2 separate regions of the Anser cygnoides genome follow, and region 2 is linked to region 1. The links are chromatin contacts, called in public Hi-C maps. All regions are on one chromosome and are shown on one strand. Each heading gives the region's core, a stretch centred on a gene start, on an enhancer-like site or on the middle of the called end of the contact. The rest is flanking DNA. Distances are from core to core; before and after follow the strand shown. Region 1 overlaps PHACTR4 (phosphatase and actin regulator 4). Region 2 overlaps WASF2 (WASP family member 2).

Region 1 (7,332 bases), core at 3,252-5,751:
GGAGTTAGAAGGGGCTGGGGGGAGTTAGGAGGGGCTGGGGGGGGGTGTGAGGGGGGTTAGGAGAGCCTGGGGGGTTTATTAGGGGGTTTCGAAGGGGGGTGAGGGGATTTAGGAGGGGCTGGGGGGGTTAGGAAGGGGGTTGTGAGGGGATGAGGGGGTTAGGAGGGAGTGGGGGTTGTGGGGGGATTATGGAGGAGTGGGGGGCTTATGAAGGGGTGAGGGGGTTTAGGAGGGGATTGACGAGGGTTAGGAGGGGCTGGGGGGGTTAGGAGGGGGGTTAGGAGGGGATGAGGGGGGTTTAGGAAGGACAACCCCTTCCCTAACCTAGGAGGGGCTGGGGGGGGGTTGTGAGGGGAGCCAGGTAGGGGTGCGGGGGTTATGACGGGGGCGAGGGGGTTTAGGAGGGGCTGGGGAGTTGTGAGGGAGGTTAGGAGGGGGTGAGGCTGGGTTATGAGGGGCTTGGGGGGGTTATGTGGGTCTGGGGGGGGTATTTTGGGGTTGAGGTGGGGGTCCTGCTCCTCCTGCGCCAGTGCTGGGCCCAATCCTGGGGTCCGTGCCCCATTGTGTGCCCGGGGGCTGTTACATCCCTGGGTCTCCTCCAGCTGGGGCCGTTCGGTGCCAAGCCCCCGGCTGTGCCGTCCCGGCGTGCTCGCAGCTTGCGCCTCGACTTCTGCCCTCTGCGGCAGCCCCGGTGCCGTTTCTTTGTTTGCTCCGTCCCGTCCCAATGGTGCGTGGAACTTGAAACGCCCCCGCTGCGCTCGTTTCATTCTTTCCTCTTGACTTATTCCCCTCTCCGTCCCGCGCCCGGCTGTGTTTGTCCAGGTGGGGGTAGGTGAGGTCTCGGTGCCCCCCCGGGCTGGCAGCAGGGCCAGGAGGTGTTAGGGCTGCAGGAGCTGCGTGCCAGGCCAAATTCAAAGCCCTCCTCCACCCTAAGTGTCGTTCCCGCAAACTAGGAGGAGAAACATGAACGCCTGCGATTGCTCCTCTGCTCCAGTGTGTAAAGAAACCTTGACTTGGGTAGGAACGACTGAGTCGTAAACTTGAAAGTTGCCTTTGGAAAACATCGGCGAGTCCCGGGCAGAGTCTCGTTGCAGGGGGAATCCTGAGGTTTTGTGCGGTGCTGCCTTGGCAGGTAACAGGATCGGTTCAGCTGAGTTAGCCTGACGTGCTAGCGCTGTAGAAGTTGCACACAAGTGTAATTAAAGTCCTCTGCCTGCTGTGATTTCAGTGTGAACGCCTGTTGCTCTTCAAACGCACTATTTAAATTAATCCAAATTACCCTTAAGAGTAGACAAGACCTAAAACTGTAATCTCACATAGCTTAAATTCCTTCTTAAATGAGAGTGGGGGGAATAAAGCCAAAAGAAGGCCAGTTATGATGGAATCTTGTTGGCACGCGGTTATGCCAATTTCAATTAATACCTTGGATGGTGACAGTAACAAATCCTTTTTCTTGTTCAGAGTTGGTTTAAACTTGTCCTTCCCGACAGCACCCCAAGTGACTGATCTGGCCTAAATTAACGTGGTTTTGAGCGTGTCTGCTTGTGCTTTCGCAGGGCTTGCTCTGCTCTCAGGTGATGCCTCGGAGGGTGCTTTCATAAGGGAATTTTCCCTCCTGGACTACCAGGAAACAGCTGGATGGCCCTAAAAGGCCCTAAAATATGGGGAGGGTCAGTCCTGCTGGGGTACGGGGCAGAGAGGCTGCCACCAACAAGGGGGATGCGATTGCTTCCTTGTTTTCGTGCCACTGGATCGGTAATCTGTGATTATACAGCCTTCTACTTCATTCAGTCGCTGGCTAATTTGATTTCCAGTTTAATTTGATGACAGTTTTGAGAGCCGAATCGCTTGTATTTAAACAAATGGCTTCTATTTTGATCAAATTTCATTGTGTTTGGCATGCGTTGGGATATCACGTGTGTCAAAAATCGCTGACACCGCAGCTCCTGTAGGTCTGTTAGCCGGTGATGAATATTCAGTTACGAGCTGTGCAAAACCTGGGTCTGGCAGGGAGCTGGGGGGGGCGGCGGGGCTTCGAGCTGTGCCACGGTAGAAGTCGCACCAATAATATATTATTTTTGTTGCTGGGCATGAAGCAAATTGGCAGATATCCCCGTGGTCACCTCGACGTGTTCATTTTTCAATTTTTTTCGGGGGGGCTGCAGGGAGCGCAAGGACGCGGTGCGGCTGGTGGGGCGATGCCGGCATCTCGCTGCTGCCGTGGGTGACGGGGGGAGTACGGCGAGCGTAGGGAGGGGATGCTCCACGTCACGGTCACTCCGATTCAGTTCTTGTTTAGGTGGGATGTCCCACGTACATGTGCTGTGTGGTTTGTTTTTTTTTTTCTTGCAAATGTGGGAAAGCTCTGCTGCCCGTGGGATGGGAGCCCGTGCAAAGCTGACGGATGCTTTGTGTCGAGGGGGGGAAAAAAAAAAGAAGTCCTTTCAGAGCTCTATTTTTGTCATTTAATTAGTGGCTCTTGCTGACTTGTCGGTGCCGTGGCGAGAGCCGTTTCCAGCTCTCCTCTGCGCGCGGGGTCACGCGTCCGTCAGCCGGCAGTCACACCTGCGGCCGGGGGGGCCCTGGGCGCCCCCCGAAGCGTGCCCCCAAAGCAAAGGGCGCATTCCTGGCGTGCCTCCCAGGTGAGGCAGCGCCACGGAGGTGGGACAGCTGGGGCACACAGCTCTTTGAGGGTCTCAGAGGGCTTTTTGTGGGCTTTCAGCATCCTTAACTTTTCTGTGCCCCGGAGGAGTTTTGTGTCTGTAAGGGGATGGGTGTGATCCACTGATGGCTGCGGGACGGGTTTGGGATCAGTGTAAAAGGCTGCAGGTTTCCTCCCGTCCCGATTTCTCGTGGTCGGAGGGTGACCACGCAAAACCTCCCAGGGTGACTCATTATCCGTTGGTGCTTCTGCTCCTCGCAAACAGGGAACCGTCTCGGCGATGCTTAAGCGATGGAGGAGGACGTCAGTCGGAAGGCGCCGCGGCGTGCGCCGCTCGGTGTGCGGCTCGTTCCGGTGCTCGCGGTGTCGGCTGGGTTCTGGTTATCAGCGGTGCTGAGATAGGGAGGTGAGAGGCAGCCTTCCTACCCAGCTCCAGCCCGGCTGGCACGCTGCTTGAATTTCTTTGTTTACCGAGGACTGTGTGCTCTTTCCACGTCGCACTAGGGCCGGGGTGGGGGAGGGAGGACTAATTATCTCCAGAGAGAGGCTTTTAATGCTATTAGCCGAAGGAACGGGCTTCGGCTCGTAGCTGAATGAATTGATTGTGTGAAGTAACATCAAGCACCAGCGGCGAAGATATGAAAATTGAGAGCGGTCCAAACGAGCGTTCTCTGCTGAACCCTGGAAATAGATTTATTTCCCGCCCCCCCCCACCAATCCGTTGGCTAGCAGCAGCCGTCGGAGGAGGAGGGAGTGGGTAAACAGATTGTTAACTTTATTCTTTTGTGTTTGTGCTTTCGGCATGCTGATTGCAAAACAGTTAGGGATGGCTCACCTGCCGGCTGCGGACCTGAGCTCCAAAGTGGAGCCGGGCGATGCATCGTCACCAAGTAATTAACCGTGTCTGCTGGATGTCACGGGGCAGGGGAGGTGCGTGCCCGACGAGGTCGGTTTGTGCAAGCCTGGCACTTCCCTACCCCCTGCGCCGAGCTCCGAGCCTGCCTGCTCCAGCTGCCTGCCTTTTGAAGCAGGTTTGGGGAAGATCGTTGGACTTTGGTGAAGCCGAACGGGATGTGAGCTAGGGGGGTCTGAACCTTCTCACCTTGCGGGCTCCAGGAGGCTGCTGCTGACAGTGTGGACCCCCTGGCAGATACGCCGGGCGCTGACAGGTTTCCCTTTAGCTAACTAATCCACGAAAGTGGCCCCCCTTCGAGATGTGCTGCCACGGACTTGTCTAAAATCGATCGAGATTAATCCCCGCCATCGATTTTAAGCTGGAAGCAGCCTCCTAAGAGGTCCGGGAGGGCTTCCTTCATTGACTGCCTGTCTGCGGGAGGGGTGCATCCTTGTGGAGGTGTCTGCTTTTCTGCCCTGCAGACAGTAAGCTTGCAAGGGCGTAAGCAAGAAAAAAAATTGGCCCAAATCCTGCCGAGAAGCCTCGATTTGTAAACTTGGCTCACGGTTTGAGAGGCATTGTCTTGTTCCGTACCGGCACAGCGTTTAGCACCAGGGTTTGCTCAGGGCTCCGCTGCCACAAACCCCATGTTGTGGGGGGGTCCCAGTGGAAAAGGAAAAAGGTTCTGGCTCTCCGCGACCCTAGGAGGTGAGGATTGCAAGCCAGCGCTCTCTGCCACTTGCTCTGCTGCCTGTGGCTTCACAGAGGCTGCTCGTGGACGTGAAGCTTCCAGAGGTGCTTATGGATGGGGGAAAAGCCGAAGGTCGTCGCCTTCGGGGAATGAGCTTTGACCAAAGCGTGCAGCTGTGTCTGAGCCAATTTTAAGGGGACTTTGGCATCTGCTGTACTCACATGCCTTTGCGACGGTTGTTCTCCTGTCTAATTCTCCCTCTCCTACTCACAAAGTCAAATCGGGAATTTTTGTGTTGCCAAGTAAAAGTCACTGATAACAGGCTGGGGGTAATCGTCTGTTGGAGCAGCGCCTGATGGAAGCCTCATTTCTATCGGTATTATTTCTGTCTCGGCAAGACCACCCTGCAGATACACAGCGGGGCTGCCGGTGGGATGTTACTGATTACTCCGATCTCCAAAGCTGCTCAAAAGTTTTTGCTGCTTTGGCGCGTTGTCAGGATCTGCGGGAGGCGGGTTTGCAGGTATCGCCAGTGAGCCTGCGCGTCCTGGCGCGGGAAACTTCAGCGGGTCTCCACGGGGACAGAGAATTTGGATTGGGCTCTGGCTGAGCTGGCTGCCTCGGGTTCTCTGGGAACCCGTTTCCAAGCTGCTCCACCGCAACGTGGGCAGCAGCAGTTGTGGGACTCGCAGAACTTCGGTTGCTGACCCGTGCACAGGAGCACCCTGGGGTGTCTTCGTCAGCTGGGACCTAGGAGAGGGTACCAAGGGGCAGGCGGGGCTATGCCAACTGATTCGTGCTGCCAGCGTTGGTCTTGTTGGGGGTGTTACGTGTAGCCTGTCTGGTGCAAACCAGGCGTAATTTACTGTTGGGTAGGAAATGGCAGAAGTGGGAAAAGTCCACTGGGGTTCGTTCCCTTGTAAAGGGCGTTTGGTGCCAAAAGAGAACAAATAATTAGAAGCAAACTCTTTCTCCCTTAGATCTTTGATTAGCAGCAGGAGAGAAAGGGGCATGTTCCCTGTAGGGTCACCGAGGCTTCATCTACCTTGTGCTGAGAGGTAAATTAGTGCTCATATCCTGCTTTAACTTGACCTGGATCCTGTTCCTCCTGGCTGTGGATCAGGCCCACAGGTGAGCAGGGTCACAGAATTTTTCATCTTGTGCTTCCAAATCAGCTTTTAACGTACAGTCCCGTAATTATTGACTAAAAAAAGCCAACGGTGAGATTGCAGGCATGTTTAAACATGATTTCTCTTGGCTCAGCTGCGCCTTTTTAGAGCAATATCAACCTTTGGGGTGGAATTGTCAAATGAGTGCTGTCGGGCTGTCTTGGCTTGTGCTGTTTTACAGCAGTTTTGAAATTAGCCGTGGCTTTAGGCCATCTGGCTTTTCTGCTGCCTGCTTGGTGCAAAGTGAAGATAGTTAAGAGGACCAGCACTGATGGAGTGGAGAAACTTGAGCAGAATTCATACCCGATTACTCAGCCTGGCACCTGATGTTAGAAGGCGTGAGTTTTGCTGCTGTTATTGTTCTGTTTCATTTGTCTCATAAATACTGGTGTGGTTGTTGGTTTTTTTTTTCTGGATTTGCAGATAAATAGGGTTTGCAGGAAGGGAAGTGCCCAGGCTGGAAAACTCTGCTCACGCGTGGGCTGCTCAGCTGCTCTGCCTGACGCCGGGATTCAGGCTGGCTCCTTCTGCACCTCGTCTCGGAATGCACCCGAGCGACAGCCTCGCCGTGTCTGCTGGGGGCGTTGGTGGAGAGAAGGTGGGAAACGTTCGAGGTGAATTCACCAAGCAGGCTTTTTGGGCTGTCTTGGCCGTGCTGCAGTGCGTTCGGAAGCCGTCCGTGAGGCAGGGAGGTCGCTGTGTGAACGCGTCAGGTTTGGAAAGCAGAGCGAGGGAGCGCTGCGAGGCTGCTGCACCTCCAGAATCAGTTTGGCACTGGTGATTACGTTAATCAGTAGTTCTCATCTGCTGTTAGCTTCAGAACGAAGCCTTCAATCTGAATCCTAATGGCTGGGTTCTGTACCCGTCAACTAGTCTCTGAGCACGGGGAAAATAAGGATGTTTGGGTGGACAGGAGGCCTCATTTAGCTCCCAGCTGTGCCGCTGCCTTGCTGTTTGATGTCAGGCAAGCCACACTTTCCTGTACCTGTTTCATCCTCCGCAAGATTAAAAGTGCTTAGCAAGGGCGTAGTCATATTCTTGTTCGTAGCTAGAGGGAAATATTAATTGCATCTCAGCCTTGAGGGCCATAATTAGCAGCCAGGTTATACTGGTCTGGGTCCCATCTCTTACGTGTTGCGCAGTGTGTAGATGCGGCCTTTAGGAAGGAGAACGTGAGTAACAGGAGGAAGCCTTTATCTGAGCGTTGCACGTCCGTGTTGGGTAAGTCCGGCAACGTGGATGGGTAACTGCTGCTGTGGTTTGGCTGAATCAGCGGCGTTCGAGCAGTTGCTTCTTCGTCTGCACCGCGTCCAAACGCGTGTTGGCCATTGGGAACGTGCTTCTAAAGGTTGAGCTCTGTGCTTTTTTTTTTTCTTTATTTGAACGCTTTGCCAGGTTTCACACTGGACTTATCTGCCCGTGGGTATTGTTTTCTGTGTTGTTTCTTTACGGGGGAGGATTTTTCTGAGCTTTGCTAGTGTAATAGGAGCGAGTTTGCCTTGATTATTCTGTAAATTATTGCTACTCGCAGAAAGTGGTATTTATAAAACTGTTGTGCTGTGTTTCAGTGTGGAAAGGGAGGTGGCGGGAGAAACTACAAGACATCTGTTTTCCTTTCCTATAAATGGTGTAGGTGATGCTCATGCATGGAGAGAGCAGCAGTCCTTGAATAAACACTGGATATGTTAACATTTCTAACTAGCAAATTTATGGGTAATCTTTTCTTTTGGAGGCTTTGTTCTGATTTGAGAGCAGCGGTCTCTGGGGAAAATGAAACCTCTCTTTAAATCCACTTCGTTCAGCACTTAGACTGGGACCTGCTGGTAAGCCAGGCCATCTTCCCCCAGCCTTCCTGTGGCCCTTAAACCAAGCAGCCCAGGAGGCGAGGAGAGTTAAAGGTTTGTGGGACCTCAGT
Region 2 (7,586 bases), core at 3,399-5,898, 150 kb before region 1:
ATTTAGCTGAAAAACAAGTTAAACAAAGAGGGTCACCTGGCATCCCTATCAATGCCTGACGAGGACGCAGGCAGAACAAACGCGTTGAAATAAAACTCCAGAAGAGATGTGACAAGAGAAAGGCAGTTTAGTTCAATTAAAGAGAGCTGTCACAGAGATTTGATTCTCAGAATACGGAACTATTGATTAAACAGGAATTAAAGCTCAGAAACAGAGAGGTTTCAAGGTCTTTGCTGGGAGGATATACATCAGGAGAGAGACAGGGCTCCTCCAGCGCTCGAGCTTTGTTGCCTCCTAGGAAACAGGAGCAGCAAAGGGAGCAGAACGCTTCCCAGTCAACCCATGCTTAATTTTGGCAGGGCTGCAAGGTCGGGGCCAACGCAGACCAAGACTGCAAGCTCCACAACAGGTAACCCTGGTTTACCGAGGCACAGAAAACCCACGTTAGGCGCTCAGGTATTTCAGGAGCGTGGGGCAGAGGCCTGGCCAGCGGGCAGGCTCGAGGCCAGCCACAGGAGGTCCCCAACGACGCCCGGTCCGAAGGCTACCAGCGAGCTCCCCGGGCTAGCAGCCCCAGCGAGCTGAGAGCCTGCTAAAACGGGATCGCCCCGAAAGCACGTCCTTAAAGGTCGAGGCCGTGAAGCTTTCTGGGGCAGAAGCCGCTTCGTTTCCGTCCCGGCGCAGGCAAAAGGAGCACCGGGCAAGACTCCGATCCCGTTTGCCGAGCCTCGGAGGCCGTGCCGGCACCGAGTTCAGCTGGAAAGGTGTCGGCTCGCAGGGCCGCGGGTCGGTGCCCCGGGCAGCGCGGCTCCCGGCAGCTCCATTTTGAGGTAGCGCAGGTAGCAGCGCCGCGCCGCGCGCATCTCCGGGCCGCCTTCTGCAAATGGTGCGCGGCTGCTAAAGCAAACACGGCCGAACCGCTCATTCTCAGGCTGAATTACTGCTAATGAGGAGAGCACGGTTTCCTCCCCACGTTTTCCTCCTCTCCTTCCCACCAGCCTCCCCCGGCAGCGGGAGGAGAGGCTGGAGCCTGGCCGCTCTCACAAAGCGCTCGGTGCAAAGCCCGGCGACCGCAACGCAGCAGCACCCTCACGTCCGAGGGGAATTAATACGGAAAGAGAGGGCGTGGGTTGGTTTTTTTTTTTTTTTCCCCCTAAACGACTTATTCCCCAAGTCCGAACGTATTTTAACCTTCCTAAACTCCGTCTCATTTGCAGCTAAGCTCAGCCTCCTCTCCTTTAACGCGCGCTAAACTATTTTGATTAATGAAAGAGTAGGAACAAACCCGTTCCAAGTGTTTTCTATACAGCTCAACTGCTCTTTCAGTTTCAACTCACGCCTAGATAATTATATCACAGCTCCGAGTGCCCCCACCCTTCTGCTGCACTTGGGGAATACTGCAAAGATAAGTCTTTTCTTAATTATTAAATGTAAATAGCTCATTAAATATAATCCAATTACTTTAATTGTAAGAAAAAGGAAGTAATTACAATATGTACATGTATTCTTGCCTGAACAGTTTTAAATATCTTAAATGAATCTTTGCAGCATTAATATTTTAAGTTAACCTTTGACATGAGAGGGGGGAAAAAAAAAAGCAGACAGTGACTCCCTGATATTTTCCAGAAGTGTTTTATCTGCTGGGATTTGTCACAAAAAAAAAAAAAAAGAGGACAGCCTCGAGCATCTAAATTAAAGTGGTTTATAAACAGTGTCTTCATAAAGTCAAAATAACACATGGGTTTTCTATTGTGGGAGGCAAAAAATGTTATATATGATGCCACATTAGGACCCTTAATAGGCTTTTTGGATGTCAGGAGCGGAGAAAGGGCAACGGAGGCGCTCCTGAAACGTGGCAGGCCTGACAAGCCCCCACGCACCAGAAGCCCCCATGTCCTGGTGGCTTTTCCGAGCCGTTCCCCTTGCTCTCGTCCTGGGCTGGCCGTGCGCGAGGGCGAGGAGAAGGGGCCTGCCCCGCTTCTGGGGCTCCCTGGCCCTCCCTCACCTGCGTGCAGACGCGGGGTCTGCTTTTTGTGCGCGCTCAGGCCGCCTGCACAACGCCCGGGCACGGCGCGTGATCCCGGGCTGCCGCTGGGGATTTGCAGGCAGAGCTGCGGGGAGCCGGGAGCAGCAGCAGCCTTCTGGTTTCGCTCAGCACAATGACAAGCCCTGCGCTCACTTTCTCCACCGGCGCAGCCAGCGGGACCGAAGAACCTTCCAGGCAGGCTCCAGCGGTTCCGTCAGGCCCCCTGGTCTGACAGGGGAGGTCGAGTTGCAGTTTGGATGCGGCGACAGACGCCTGCGTAATCTCCTTGGGACGGCCAAAAAAAAAGAAAAACAAGTCTTTTTTTCAACCGTCGGTTCCATTTTGCACATTCTGAGCCCAGCGGTGATCTCACCTTCTGTAATCTGCAAGGGCTCCGCATCGCCCCGAAGTATTTCGGAGGGGCCGAAACCATCGCGTTACTGAGCCGACCCCTTCGGAAGCGGAGAGATCAGGGCCTGGTCGGGATGCTAAAGATGCAAGTCCTTCTACCAAAGCTCACCGCAAGGTCTATAAATAAGCTGCTTTCTGGAAACCTCTCGTGTGAAGCCGGCCCCTAGACGCAACCTCCTTGATACGAGGCTGAATTCTCAAGAGCGACCACGAGGCTATTTTGTGCGAGTTAATTACGCGCGTTTCTAACGGAGCCTCCGAAGGGGAAGCAGCCAGTTGTTTCGTGCTGCCCTAGACAGAAGGTAAAGGTTTTGCACAAGCTGTGTTTGCAGCTACACGCCTTCCTCCAGCGCAGGATCGGCTCGGCAGCTGCCGGTATTGAAAGAACAGGATCTGGGTGTGTGCGCTTTTTTTTTTTTTTTTGCAGCTGCAAGGCCCGAACCCGAAGTGTGAGCTTTTTCTTACGGTGCACAAAAGCTGGGTGCCTGAAAGGGAACTCGCTTCCGCTCTGGCAAGCACTCAACCAACTATTCGCCGGGCTAAGGGGTGGTCGGGGAACTTTCACCCAGCCATTCAGCCCGGGGCTGCCGTTCCCCCTCCCTCGCAATTAAATCCCATTTTTTGCACTCCATGCATGAACCGCGGCTCCGCCGATACATCAGATATTGTGGCTGATAGCCCGCTCTCAATGCCACTTCAAGCCCTCCAGCGCGGAGCCGCCTGAAAGCAAAGCGTCGCTCATTCTTTGAGCGGCAGAAAGGACTTTTGCGATACGGAGACTCGAAGTGAGACTCTCACAAGTAGGAAAAGGGCGTCCGGTGAAAAAGAGGAAATGAGAAATTAAAACCACATTCGATCTTATTAGCGGTAATACAAACGGGTCAACAAAGTGCTCGGCAAAACTCCTCAGCATGTGAACAGTTTAGGCAGGGCTCGCTCCGTGTTAAGTGACACCAGCCCCTTTGGCTGGTACAGAATAAAAAAAATAAATAAAAAATCAGAGACCATCAGCAGCTATTCCAAACGCCCAGCTGGGAAGGGCGATGGCTGGAGGTATTACCTCATGCGCTGCAGGAGGATATACTTACAAGATTGGACCGGGAGGAACATTCCCCCCTCCTCCTTTTCTAACTGAAACGTGTTTTCCTCTCTCTCTCTCTCTGTCTCTCTCTAGGGATTTCCAGCATCTTATAAGCGAAGCCTCTCTGAAGTACCGCGAAGTGGCATGGCTCATCATTTCGGTAATGATAGTAAATAAGCTCCAGTATTTTGTTGATCCTTTTCCTTTTGCTTTACAAACAAAAGGTCAGAGTCATTAGCCCAGTTTTACGAGCGAGGAGAAATGGAGGCCTGGCAGAAGCACACGGCTCCGTAACATCACGGGAAACGTCAGCGCCTGAACAGGAGATGAAACCTGAAGAACACCGAGGCCGGCCAGGCTCGGCCATCCGGCCTGCAGACACGCAGCATCCCCTGCCCGTGGGTGCCAGATATCAGGCGCTGAAAGAAGAGAGCCCAAAAACACGGCAAGCACGGAGCAATGATTCTCCCTGCTGTCCTCTTCCACGTCACAGCAATCTTCTGGGCCTTCGGACCACGCCGAAAGAAACGCCATCACTGAACTGTCCTCTGCGGATTTCATTTCCATGAACTGCTCTCATCGGTTTCTGAACGCACCCGAACAGCTGGCATCTGTGCAACCCCGGGGCAGCAAGGCCCACATTCAGCATGCACCGGGTGAGGAGACACTTCCTCCTCTTGCCCCCTTCGCTTTACAATTAGATTTTAATCTCAGATCCACGTGCGGGAAGAAGAGGGCCTCGGCTTCAGAAAGCAGTCGGTCAAACCGATGCATCACCGTCCGTACTGAATAAATAAGCGAGGAGGTTATGTGACGGCACCACACGGCACAAGAGGAGATCTCAGTTCCTACTGAGGGCTTCCCAGCAGAAAGCCACGTGCCGAACTCCTGGTTTAGGTTTGATTTACAGCAGTAGTGAGGAACTCTTTGCAGTGGAGGGCTCTTGGTGCACTCTCCGCCCCCCTCTCCATAGCACACCAGTCCTGTTACTGCGCAGGAGAACTGAAACCTTCCAGAGGAGAGGTCAGCGGCGATCTCAGAGCAGCAGCTCTGGCGCAGCGGCACAGCCACAACCTCCCGTGCCGAGATTCGGGCCTTCAAGAGCAAATGTGAAACGCTGCCGATGCACAGGAGTCCCCCATCTTCCTCTCCCACCATCACAGCACCCCTTACACCCCACTTCTCCCAAACTCGGGGCCGGGGTCCCGCTCCACGAGAGGAGATGACAGGGAAGGCGCCACAAGAACAGAGCAGGTTGCTGCTGACCCTGGTTGGGGGGACACCAACCGAGACTCCTGGTCCTTTACCATCTCTCCAGCAAAGCCCCCAGCAGAGGCACGCACGAGATCCGTCCGTGCTCCACTGCTCCTGCGGGAACCCAGCGCCAGGAAGCCTTCCTGCAAGCTCCGGAATTAAGGCAGGATCTCGAGGAAGCGTTTCTCAGTTGAAGGCGAGCTTTGGACCGAGGCTGCGCCGACCGCTTTGTGCTGCTTGCTCAACAGCACGACGTGGAAGTTCACGGTTCGGCTCTGCTGGGAAGGGACCTCCCCCTGCTGCCTCCCGGGAAGGAAAAACAAAAAAAAACCTCTACCTACCAGAAAACCACAACTCGGGATCAGCCCCGAAGCTGCCGACCTCCTGCGGCAGCTCCTACCTGCAGCGGGGCCTGATCAGCCGCCCCGGCAGCGAGCCTCCCCTCCTCAGAAAGGAAAACACGCGGCCTTTTTACTGCACGGAGTTGCAAAAATGCAAAGGAAGTAAATGTCACCGGGGTGGTTCTGCTCTGAGCAGGCGTTCGCTTATTACCCAGAAGCCACTTCCACACGCCTTTTTTTAAAGCCGGTGTTTATAAATACCGAAAATATTTAAATAAATGTTAATCTGTGGTAAGCGAGGGCCTGATCTCGCAAATATTTAGCCTTGTGCAGCGAGAATAAAGGCTCAGTATAAATACACAACTTCTTACTGCAGCCCCCGTTAGCAGCGAGAACAGCAACGCTGTCGGACAGGCAGCTGCTCTGCTGGGAAAAGAGCAGAGTTTTGCTTTCCTAAGTTTCTTTCAGCACGGGGAAAGCGTCACTTCTGCTTTGCCTCCTGTGCACCCTGAGCTTCAGAAGCGACGGCGAGGAGCAGGCTGAGCCCCGGGCGGCCGCGCCGAGTCCCGTCCCGGCTGCTGTAACCCCTGGGAGTGGTTTTGGGCTGGGTGTTTCTGCCAGGTGCCCCCGGCCCCTCCCGGACGAGGGCACAGGAACGCGCCAGCACCCCCCAACCGTCGCTGCTCCCTCGTCTTCCCGGTTTGCCCGAGCTGCGCAGTGCGGGCAGCAGTGTTTTCTGCTCGGCTGCATAACCGAGCGCTACGTATCATCCCCAAACCCGGCTCCGCCAAGGGAGAAGCCTCGCTTGCAAAATCATTCAGCGTCCGAGTCCGGAAAGCCTACCCAAACCAACCACCTGCGAGGATTAAAGTGGAGCTTCGCACTTGTTGACATCTTCCTTGTTGCAGTCTGACAAAGAAAACTAACCCGGGTTTGTGGGAAGGTTAATCTCAACCCTCTTTGTTCTCCCATCACCATTAAAAAAAAAAAAAAAAGAGATTGATTTACCAGCGTAACTCCGCGCGCATGAGGCAATCACTGAAGTTTTAACCCCTCCGCCCACGCCACACGATTATCTAAGCTTTGTGAATGAAATCAACTTTTCCTAGGCCAGCCCCGAAGAATGAGATACGTTCAAGGCATGCCGAGAAACTGGGTTGGCAGTTATCGCGGAGCTTGTATTATTTGTTATGAATCACCGCTCACAAATGCCTCCTGAATTGCAACCTAAAAATGCCCCGTTGCGTTCGGCGCGGCATTCACCAGGAAACCGGGCCGGTGCCCTGCTCGAAGAGCTCGGCCCCTCGCTTCGAACCCCGCGGAGATCTCCCTGAAGACAGGAGGGCTGCGGCCCCAAGCCCCCCAGCCCCTTTTCCGCTTCACAAAACCACGTTTCGGGGCGGGTTTGCACAGAATAAGGTGGCCAGGAACACACTGCTTTTTTTTTTCCCCCCCTCCCGTAATTCCTCCTCACTCGTCCTCCTGCCGAGCCCACCCCCGGCATAGTTTTGTAAAACCAGAGCTGGAAGGATTTGTCAGGAATGCGGACCAGGCAGAACCCGAAGCTGGAAATATGGGCGAGATCAGGCGCTTTGCTGCCGCGCCTCCCAATTCCGCGGGGCTGGGAACGGACAAATTAAGCAGGGGTCCTGCTAACGTCACCCCACGGCAGCTCCGAAAACCCCCGAGGAGCAGCAGAGAGCTTGGAAAGGCTTCGCCTCCACAGCTGCGAAGAGGAAGAGCCTGACAGGCAGGAGCCGGCAGAAGTTTGGTGTTTTTTTAAAAAAAAAAAAAAAATGGAATTTGGGGCATTTACTTTTTGAACTTGTTACGAGGTATAAAAAAAAAACTGTTTATTTTTTGAAGCAGCGCAAATATGCGGTGTGGGGAGAAGTTTACATTCGGATCGGCGCTGGAGGCTAACCTCGTACAACCCCTACTCAGTAAGGGCAGCGAGGAAACCTGCTCCCCGGCCCGAGCAGAGCGAGGCTCTTCCCCACGCACAAACTGCTTGTTTTTAGGCAAACGTCCTGGGTTTGAGCCCTGCTGCCACCAGCCAGCCCTGGGACGGCGTCGCCAACCGCAGCTCAACCGAAGATTAGAATTAGCTGGGCCTCTGAAGCTTAGCTCAAGCTCTCTCATTCAAACTCTGCTTTCGAGAACAGCACTCAAAAAATAAAAAAAAAAATAAAAAAGCTTAAAGCTGAAGCGCCTGCCCTGCTCCACCCCGCTTCCTGGATAAAGCTTGTCCTTGGCTGTGATCGCAAGCAGATTTTCAAAGTCACCCTATCTCCACTCCGCGTTTCCAGCGGGTGGATGTGAGCTCTGGTTTGTTTTTAACCAAGCTTTGGGACAAACTCCGTATCGGTTCCTCCGACAAAAATCCCGCTCGAGGTCAATAAGAGGCGAACCCGAGCGAAAAGTGTCGCAACGTGGCATTTGGCATTCCTGCCGCGCTCGGACAGTTCTGCAG

Evidence for each region. Hi-C and Micro-C count contacts between places; a contact is called where the count stands out from the background.
Region 2: a Hi-C map of liver shows a contact between it and region 1, with 6 times the contacts expected there. The contact joins two enhancer-like sites. A contact is called at or near these places in 2 of 7 Hi-C or Micro-C datasets (both in liver).

The regions. Positions count from the first base shown.
Region 1 is chr24:3,361,915-3,369,246 of Taihu_goose_T2T_genome, reverse strand. The region is part of intron 1 of PHACTR4 (phosphatase and actin regulator 4); the gene reads left to right. Among named protein-coding and RNA genes, the nearest start is that of PHACTR4, 4.0 kb to the left of the region's middle. Within about 2 kb of position 4,501, at least 1 of the 3 cell types and tissues checked has open chromatin away from gene starts, as enhancers often do. A contact at or near this core is called in liver, where this site is marked.
Region 2 is chr24:3,511,768-3,519,353 of Taihu_goose_T2T_genome, reverse strand. All of the region lies in intron 2 of WASF2 (WASP family member 2), which reads right to left. Among named protein-coding and RNA genes, the nearest start is that of WASF2, 6.1 kb to the right of the region's middle. Within about 2 kb of position 4,648, at least 1 of the 3 cell types and tissues checked has open chromatin away from gene starts, as enhancers often do. A contact at or near this core is called in liver, where this site is marked.